2 separate regions of the Solanum lycopersicum genome follow, and region 1 is linked to region 2. A link is a contact called in public promoter capture Hi-C data. All regions are on one chromosome and are shown on one strand. The core of a region is the stretch at or near the end of the contact, and the rest is flanking DNA. Distances in the headings are between cores, read along the strand shown. Region 1 holds the start of LOC101262218 (rhodanese-like domain-containing protein 14, chloroplastic). Region 2 holds the start of LOC101260733.

Region 1 (4,518 bases), core at 444-2,943, 190 kb after region 2:
TTATGAAGTAAGAATTTCGGGCTAGGGCCTGAGAATTTACATCTAGGTGCTTGTCTAGTTCCCGGTGAGACCGTTGATTTTGCGAAGGCCCGAAGATTTTCATTTTAAGTAAATTCATTATTTTACTTATATTTTATAATCCGTAATTATAGTAGTTCGTAATTTAAAGTGTGTTTATTTCTTGTTGTTGGGTAAGACTGCAATTTTATTTTTTTTAATAAACTAATCTATTCAACAATGAAAACTTGAATATGTATACAGAAGAATTCAGTTATCCCACATCCGCAAATAGAGAAGATGGAGATGGAAGGAGGAGGTATAATAATGGGCCAAGTAGGATGTAGTAACATACTTACCTGGACGGGGTCAATGGGTGATCATGAAGATCCATGGCCTAAGCTTGTGACATCCATTGCACTTTGGATGGGTGCTTGCCTAAGGTCGGCCCAAGTGGTCGAGCCTACGTCATAATTTGTTGCTGAGGGGGCCTGCGTTCGTGCGGCCCCTGCCAATTCTAGTTTAAGCTTTGGTCTTAATGGACTGCAGGTCAAAATAATACATTGGTAGCCCAGTGGCCAATCTCTAGCCAACTGCTAAGATAGTTTAACTGAACCTATGCTAAAACTTAATGTAAGATTATGAGAGCAATCTAAGGAATTGTTATATATACTAAACAGCAACATTTGGATGGAGTTGTTCAAATATAACCTTTTTGATCTTGTACTCAATTTTAATGCCCTTTTTAGAAATGTAACTCTAATTTTTATTTTATTTTTTTCCAATTGACTTCAAACTCATAATATAGAGACATTACTTAAAATGTAATAGGGGAAATGTCTATGGCTCAAAGTTGAAAAGAGAGTCTTTGGTAAATGATTTTCACTTCTAAACTAATGGGTCAATGATTTTCACTTTAATAGAGTTGTCTAGTAAAATCCTCTTAATAAAAGAAGTTATACTGCATAGACTTTCTAAAAAATGAATTTTCATTTTTGTGTCACTTTTTGACATATCAAAAAAAGATAATTATACTTTTTCATGTTTACCCTCAACATTAAATTCTTTCTTCAAATCATTTCTTAATATTAAATATCATTTAATAGACATAGTTTAGTAAAATAATTATATCAATAGATTTTTTTTTATGAATACCAAGTCAAAATATGACAAATAAACGAATGGAGTACTATAAATGACAGTTCAAATTCCCAATATTACAATTTAGGAATACTTGGGTTCTATACAAGTTGAATTCACTCGCACCCTTACTTAAATTTATAATAATACACGACAAACAACACTCTCTTTGTTTCATAAAGAATGATCTACTTTAATTTGGCACGGAGTTTAAGAAAATAAAAAAGATTTTTAATCATGTGGTCCTACATTAAAGTTACGTCAAATATACAAAATTGTCCTTTAATCTTATAGTCTTAAACATGCCACGTGAAAAATAGTTACCAAAAAAATGATCATTCTTTTTTAAACGGACTAAAAAGAAAAGAAAGTCATTCTTTTTAAACTGATGAGTAATAATTACTCCTGAAATGGTGAATTCACGTGGACTTGCATTATACTGCCTATGTCTTAGTATTTTTCATCATTCGAGCCAAACAATTTAAGTTTGATCGAGAATTTATACATGAAATTTAAAAAAAAAAAACATAAATGAAATGGAAGAAGTATAATCTTTGAGAGAGAAAAGACAGATGACATGGCAATAATGAAATCCAAATAACCCCACTGCCTTTAAACTATCACCACAAACTCAGATTGCCAAAAATATCCACATTTACAATGATATTTCCAGACAAACAAAAAAAAGAAAGAGAATAAACCAGAACACATCAAGTTTGCATCTTTTCAATCTGTGCTGCAATAATTAGAAATCATAATCTATAGCATCTAACATTAATGGCTGCACTAACTTCAGTTAGCGCAGGCTCAACTTCTGCTTCTTTGCAGCATCGATTTTACTCAACTCCCATAGAATTAGCATCTGTTACATGTAGCTTAGCTTCCACAGGCAAGAGAAGATCATTCTCCTTCAGCAACAACTCTTCAACAACCCTCAGAATCAGATGTGCAGCTACTAAACCTGCTAAATCACCAGGTATAAGATAATTTAGTGGCGGAGTCAGAAATTTAGCGAAGGGTGTACAATATTAAATATACACTCATAATAAGTCAATATTTTAACCCTCAGTACACTACATAATTTTCTAACAAAGGATGTGCACTGGACTACCCTTCGCCCTGCCTATGATTAAAGACTTCTTTTTGTGTGTTTTTACTATTATAACCATTGTTTTTTTTTGGTGGAGTAGCTGAAGAAGAGTGGTCAACTAAAAGAGCAAAATTGCTTGAGAAAAGGGTAAAACAATCTCTCTTTTTCTCTAGTTTTGCATATCATCAACAAAAGGAAACACTACAAGTTATGATCATCAATTGATTAATGCATAAAAGAATTGATAATCCAATTTTTTGTCATTCATGCCTATTAGTTTAGAGAATCTAACAAGGCATAGTATGTAAATTTCAGGTAAGGAGTGTTGAGGCAAAAGAAGCATTTAGACTTCAGAAAGAGAACAATTTTGTGATTCTTGATGTACGACCTGAAGCCGAGTTCAAAGAGGTACAGTCCCATGAATTTTAGTATGTAATGTAACTTTGATAGTATAAAGCTGACTATAAATGAAAGTAGAGGGGTGATATTTACCCTATCCCCTAATATAAATCATGATTCTGTGATCAAGCGAAAATGAAAGCAGAGGAAACAAAAACAAGAGCAGCTCAAATATCCCAAAGATAATATGATTCAATATGAAGTAGACTTTGCTAACTGTGTTAGTTGCTCTTTTGGAATTCAGGCTCATCCAGAAGGAGCTATTAATGTCCAGATATACAGGCTAATAAAGGAATGGACAGCTTGGGACATTGCTAGGAGGGCTGCATTTGCCTTTTTTGGCATATTTTCTGGAACTGAAGAAAATCCTGAATTCATACGACGTAAGAACACTCTTCATATAGTCAGGGGCGGAGACAGAGTGGTGCAACAGGGTCCAAATAATTTCTTTTGCATATATATATATATATATATATACGAATTGTTGGATCCCCTTGGCATAAAAAAATAGTCCATTTCTTTTTTAAGTCCCTTGTTTGAATTCTTGACTTCGCCACTGCATATAGTATCACTTGATAAGTAAAGTATGCATATTATGTTTCGTTGTACATCCAATGAACTAACAAGTTGATATACTCAAGCAGTTGTTGAGTCAAAAATAAATAAGGATGCAAAGATTATAGTCGCTTGCTCATCCGGTGGTACAATGAAGCCTACCCAAAATCTTCCCGAGGGCCAACAATCAAGGTTCTTTATACTTCTCCTTTTTGTGTTTTCGTATTTTGGTTAACATCTTCATTACTCCTATTTAATCGCAAAGAGCTTAATTAGCTGAGTGTCCAAAAGAAAGTTCGTAGAAGAGAAACTCACAGAATAAGTTACCTACACTCACAAACCATGATAATACCATATCAAAGGTGGATGGGGGCATTTTAGTGATCCTTCAACAGTTTTGGCCACCTAAAATTGAAAACTCAAGTATCTTTCTGATAGTATGAATGTAACTGATGAGAATGATCCTACATTGGACCGGGACGAGAACCTTGGGCTCCTTATAAGAATTCAGCAATCCTCCTCTCTTTCAGCTACCTTTTGGGTGTGAGTTACACCTATTACTAAATTTGACTTGGTATAAGAGTCAGACTCATTTGTTCCAATGTGGCCACCCCAAACATTGAGGGGCTTTGAATATACTCTCGATTCATGATTGTGCACACATCTAGGTGTGAGGGATGGTGATCCCACATCAGACCAGGATGAGAACTTAAGCTCCTTATAAAGCTTGGACAATCCTTCTCACTTTGAACTGACTTTTGAAATGTGAATTAGGCCGTCTAATTTGATTTTGGAAATGTTTGTGCAACATTTCATTTTCATGTCTCATAAATAAAGAGTTGTAAATTTTATTCACGTTTTGCAGGTCACTTATTGCTGCATATTTGCTAGTTCTAAATGGTTACACTAATGTATTTCATTTGGAGGGAGGAATCTATAATTGGTACAAAGAAGAATTACCAGTAGCTTCAGAAGAATGAAGTTAAACCACCTAAACTCTATCGGATAAATATGCTACCTGCTGTACCATTTTTCTTTTGTACAGACAAGGCATTAGAAAAATCAACTGAGATTCATAATGTAGATTATTAATTATTAAATGCATTTGTATTATTTTGTGCACTACCCATTTCTAACATCTCTTTTAATTGAAAAAACTTTTGACAAATGAACAAGTATATATAACTAATAATTGAATAATTCTAAACAACTTATATTACTCAGACTCTTCAAAAATATTTACGGAATTAGTGCATTTATGGAACCATGCATTCGACTTGGTCTACTTGTTGGAAATTTGGCATGAATTCGAGTTACGATTTCATCCAAGTTATTTT
Region 2 (4,428 bases), core at 257-2,756:
CTCCTAGCATCTCCATTGGCCTCAAATTCTTGTTGTCCAAGTTGCTGGCGTTCCAATTTCATAGTTTCGTGATTAGTCTCAGCCTGATCATGTACATCGCACTCACTTCCACCATCTGGATTGCCACTCCGACACACAAATGTCTCATTTGAATCCAACTCTTTATATGAACCCAAAACACCGACAGACAAACCAGGAAGATGAACTTGCTGAGAAGGAAATTCATCTTCAAGAATTGAGGTTCGCACCACAGCCTCACTACTCTCCATAATCCTTTCAATTTCACAACTAGAATCAGAACTTCCGTATACATCCACTAGATCTTCCCCCATCCAACTAAAGAATTCCCTACGACGCTCTCTAACACTGCTGGGACTTCTACTCCACACATCATACTGGTAGCTACTAGTGACACAATTATCAATCCTGGAGCTGGATTTGAGCACCTGGGGTTCATTAGAACCCAAATCAGGTACTTGGCCAATATTCTCAGAGGCATCAAAAAATACACATTCTTCATCATCACTAATGCTACCCATTATACCTTTGAGTTCACCCCATGAAACCCCACCACAACAAATCACCTTTTACAATGTGCTGAATTATTCTCTCCTCGAAAAGCCTAAGAATTTTTTTTTATAAAAAAAAAAAAAACTACTACAAGTTAGTAAAAGAACAAACACAACTACCAAGTAAACAGCAATTTTATCTGTACTTTTAACATTAGAATAAACAAAAAAAACACAAATAGATCCAGCAAGGATCCCAACCAGACACAATATAAATTACACAGTATAATTTCAAGAAAAGAACCTTTTTTTTTTTAACTTATAGTACTCCACTATAGCTATATCCAAACAGAACCCTTAAGCCACCAAACCAAAAGAAACCAACAAACACCCATAAGTTATTTTCACGGAAACATGAAAACCCACATAAGCAAAATTAATAGGGAAGCAATAAATCAGAGAAAGAAGAAGAAGAAGAAAGAAAACGACAAAGATAGAAAAACAAAAATACGAAATTGAAAGGCGTGAAAAGGATAAATTTGCTCACATGGGTCCGGCTTGTTTCTACAGAATTGAATGGATGAGATAGAAGAAAATATTCAAAGGCGATTTCCCTAGACACAAACACACACTTCTCTCTCTGTTGCTTAAACAGGGGGAAGTTTTAAAGAGAAAAAGGGGAAAATTCCTTGATAGACGTGATGATGAATGGAGCGAGAAACGAGTAAAAGAAAGTATGCTGTGTAGTCTTGTTTGCTTCTTCCTTTGTGCGCCACCCTATTTTGCCCACATTGCAGGACTCTCTCTTACAACATTACAACAACTCTCTCTCTCTCCCCTGTTATTATTTAGCTTTTCTCCTATATAATATATAAACATATTTTTTAACTTAGGTTTAATTATTCCACTAAAATTTTGATTCGATTATTTAAGGAGTTAACTATTTAATATTTTCAAGTGAATGACTCTTCTTTTTAACAAAACATTCCTCTCGTGACGTGAAGCTCTAGCTTCACACATGTTTTATATAGCAGAATATGCGTAGTACACTCATCTAAAACAAAACATTTGTTTCGTGACGGTGAGGCTCTAGCTTCACATATGTACTACTTAGAATTGTCATATAAAACGTCACGTAAAATGTATTTTCTATCTATAAATTTATATATCTATGTATATATAGCTAAAGTTATTTAAATATCTATTTATATATAATTAAAATTGAATCAGTTACAGAAAAAAGAAAAACATCTTTATATATATATATTTTTTATTTTATTTTTGCTATGTAACCGACCATACAATGATAAGCATTACTACTCGATGTATTTGAATTTACTTTGACATAATCCGAGCCAATCGTAAACTTCTTTTAAGATATTGATTATTGACCATTGAGGAAATAAGGTTGGTAGTATCTAAGTAGTAAGTTCATTCTATAAAAGTAGATTCATATATTAAATGTATTATAATTCTTTTTACTATTATAAATATATTTAAATATTTACGTGATTATAAAAAAAATTTATTAATAATATATGGTTTTTTTCTAATAAACAGTTTAATAAAGAGATAGCATCCAATAAAGTGAAACCTATGAATTAATTGACTAGGGAGCCATAGTGACAAACTGCAATTAGGAGTATTCACGATTTGATTAAAATCAATTGAAATAAAAAATCAACAAAACTGAATAAATAATATAAATTGGTTATTATTTGGTTTAGATTTGTATTTTTTTTAAAATCATTTGATTTGATTTTACTAAAAATAAGACGAATAAAAACAATATATCGAATTAATAAATGATATACCCAACATATTTTTATATATACTTTTTTCAAGGAAATTTTATTATACAATTTATTGTTATAAATAGTCTTAACTAACATCTATATTTTTTTTCATGAAAAGTTGCTTCCTCTAAGTAGGCTTATGAACTTGCCATCTATTAAGCTCGCTTATTTTTAAAAAATTATACATTCTAACACATTTATTCAAAGAAAATAATTATGAGCTTACCTTCATATAATTTTTGTATTTCTTATTTACTTGATTAAGAGCCTGTTTGAAATTATTGCTAAAAATTATTTACTTTCAAAAATATTTTTTCAAAATAACTTTTTTCAAAAAAGTGTTTTTAGACAAGAAAAGAATAATTTGTATTTGATTAATTTATTTGAAAAGTATTTTTCATAAGTAAATTGTGTTTGACAAATACTTGCTAAATACTTTTGAGAGTCAAATTAAGGAAAATAACAAATATCAATGTACTATCATTAAGATTATTTTTATACAGAGAATTATTTAATATCTATTACAAAAAGATAGTTTTATTTTTCTTTTTATTAAATTAAAATGGAATATTCAAATTTTCGATCAATATTATACCTTGGAGAACTAAAACTTTGAATTATTTTTTTCTTTCTATATCTTGCAAAAATATTGTTGATACTTTTTTCTAATTGTGCAAAACAATACGTAATATAATAAATAAAATAATAATTCATAATTGTAAAATAACATACAAATTTTAATACATAAAAATAACATATAAAACTTTTAAATGAAACTTAACTAAATTTATGAGATATGTTAATTTAATTAAAAAGAGATATATTGATAAATATGTATATACAGAAAAGATATTTTAGCATTATAAAAAAATAATATTCTGCTTCTACTTTTTTGTAAAAAACAGAATTTTTTAGTTTCTTTCCAACGGTAGAAAAATTATTTCTATTTTCATTTAATAGCATTTTTACTAATTTGTCAAACACCTAATTTAAAAAAAAAAAGTGTATCTGAACTCCTATATCAATGTCAAACAGGCCCTAAAACTTATTGATATTAAGATTGCTTTTCTCCATAATCTAAGAAATTATTACAACCACAATAAAAGGTTAATAATGATATTGTAAGTTAAAAAAATTCTTATCCAATTGTAGGAGAAAAATATAATTATATTTCTTAAAACCCGAAAACTCAAACTAAACCAATAATAATAAAATAGTTAAATATAAAGTATATCTAATTTAATTTAATTTAATTTTAATAATTAAAAAATTAATTAAATTAAATTTTATTTTAAAATCAATTCAAATCAAACTACGAGCGCTTTCACCGACTGTCATTCTTAGCTAATACAAAAGAAGTTGGTGCTGATATTTCTTTATTTTAGAAAAAAGAAAGGCATGGCCACTAAACTCATTGAACATAATAATGTGCTAATCATTATTAAGGATTAAATGATTTTTTTTCTTTTATCTTTTTGTTACAACAAAGAAGTCAAGTGTCTTTGTCGAATCAAATCTGAATAAACAAGTAGAGTGTTTAAAAATTGGTCTCAATTTGATCCAAGAAAAAGTCCATAAAAAATTAAAAAATAATAAAAACAGTGCACAGATGTTTTATAATTAAAATAATATTGAAACAATTTGAATTCTCTTAAAGAAATCCACCAATTAACAATTATGGATTATTATTGACTTGATCATTATAAGCACTACAGTTAACCTTAATTTAAAATTAATTATTTTGGTCAGTATTTTAATTGTGTTATGAAATCAAGCTCATAAGACTATAATCATAAAAAGAAGAATGCAAGAGAAGTAGATAGAAGAAGAGGACTTTTCTTGTTATTCAAATGTATATTACAATGGTGAATGTTATCTCTATTTATAGATAGAGAAATCAACCAAAATGTCATCATGTTTAATGTCACATTAGTAGATACATTTTTATTCCAAAAAGGTTCATATCACCTTGAAAATATATATCCATGATAAGAATAAATTTATGATAAGCTTAATGGGCAATCAACTTAATTCAATGTATTTATAACAAACTAAAAATAAAATAATCTTTTTTTCAAAAATAAAATAAAATTTGAAGAGTATAAAAAAAGTTAAAAATTGTA

Evidence for each region. Promoter capture Hi-C pulls out the DNA fragments that hold promoters and counts their contacts.
Region 1: a contact with region 2 is called in a promoter capture Hi-C map of leaf, with 4 times the contacts expected there. The contact joins the promoter of LOC101262218 here to the promoter of LOC101260733 in region 2. A contact is called at or near these places in 1 of 1 promoter capture datasets (leaf) and 1 of 8 Hi-C or Micro-C datasets (leaf mesophyll).

What each region holds. Positions count from the first base shown.
Region 1 is chr6:38,459,408-38,463,925 of SLM_r2.1, forward strand. It overlaps LOC101262218 (rhodanese-like domain-containing protein 14, chloroplastic), which reads left to right and starts at 1,694. Exons shown (of 6, transcript XM_004240919.5): 1 at 1,694-2,113; 2 at 2,328-2,374; 3 at 2,543-2,635; 4 at 2,871-3,009; 5 at 3,271-3,373; 6 at 4,047-4,303. The coding sequence starts at 1,915. The coding sequence ends at 4,161. LOC112941747 (U1 spliceosomal RNA) reads left to right here and starts at 349; the gene lies at 349-509.
Region 2 is chr6:38,268,319-38,272,746 of SLM_r2.1, forward strand. LOC101260733 reads right to left here and starts at 1,507. Exons shown (of 8, transcript XM_004240913.5): 1 at 1,057-1,507; 2 at 1-622. The coding sequence starts at 539.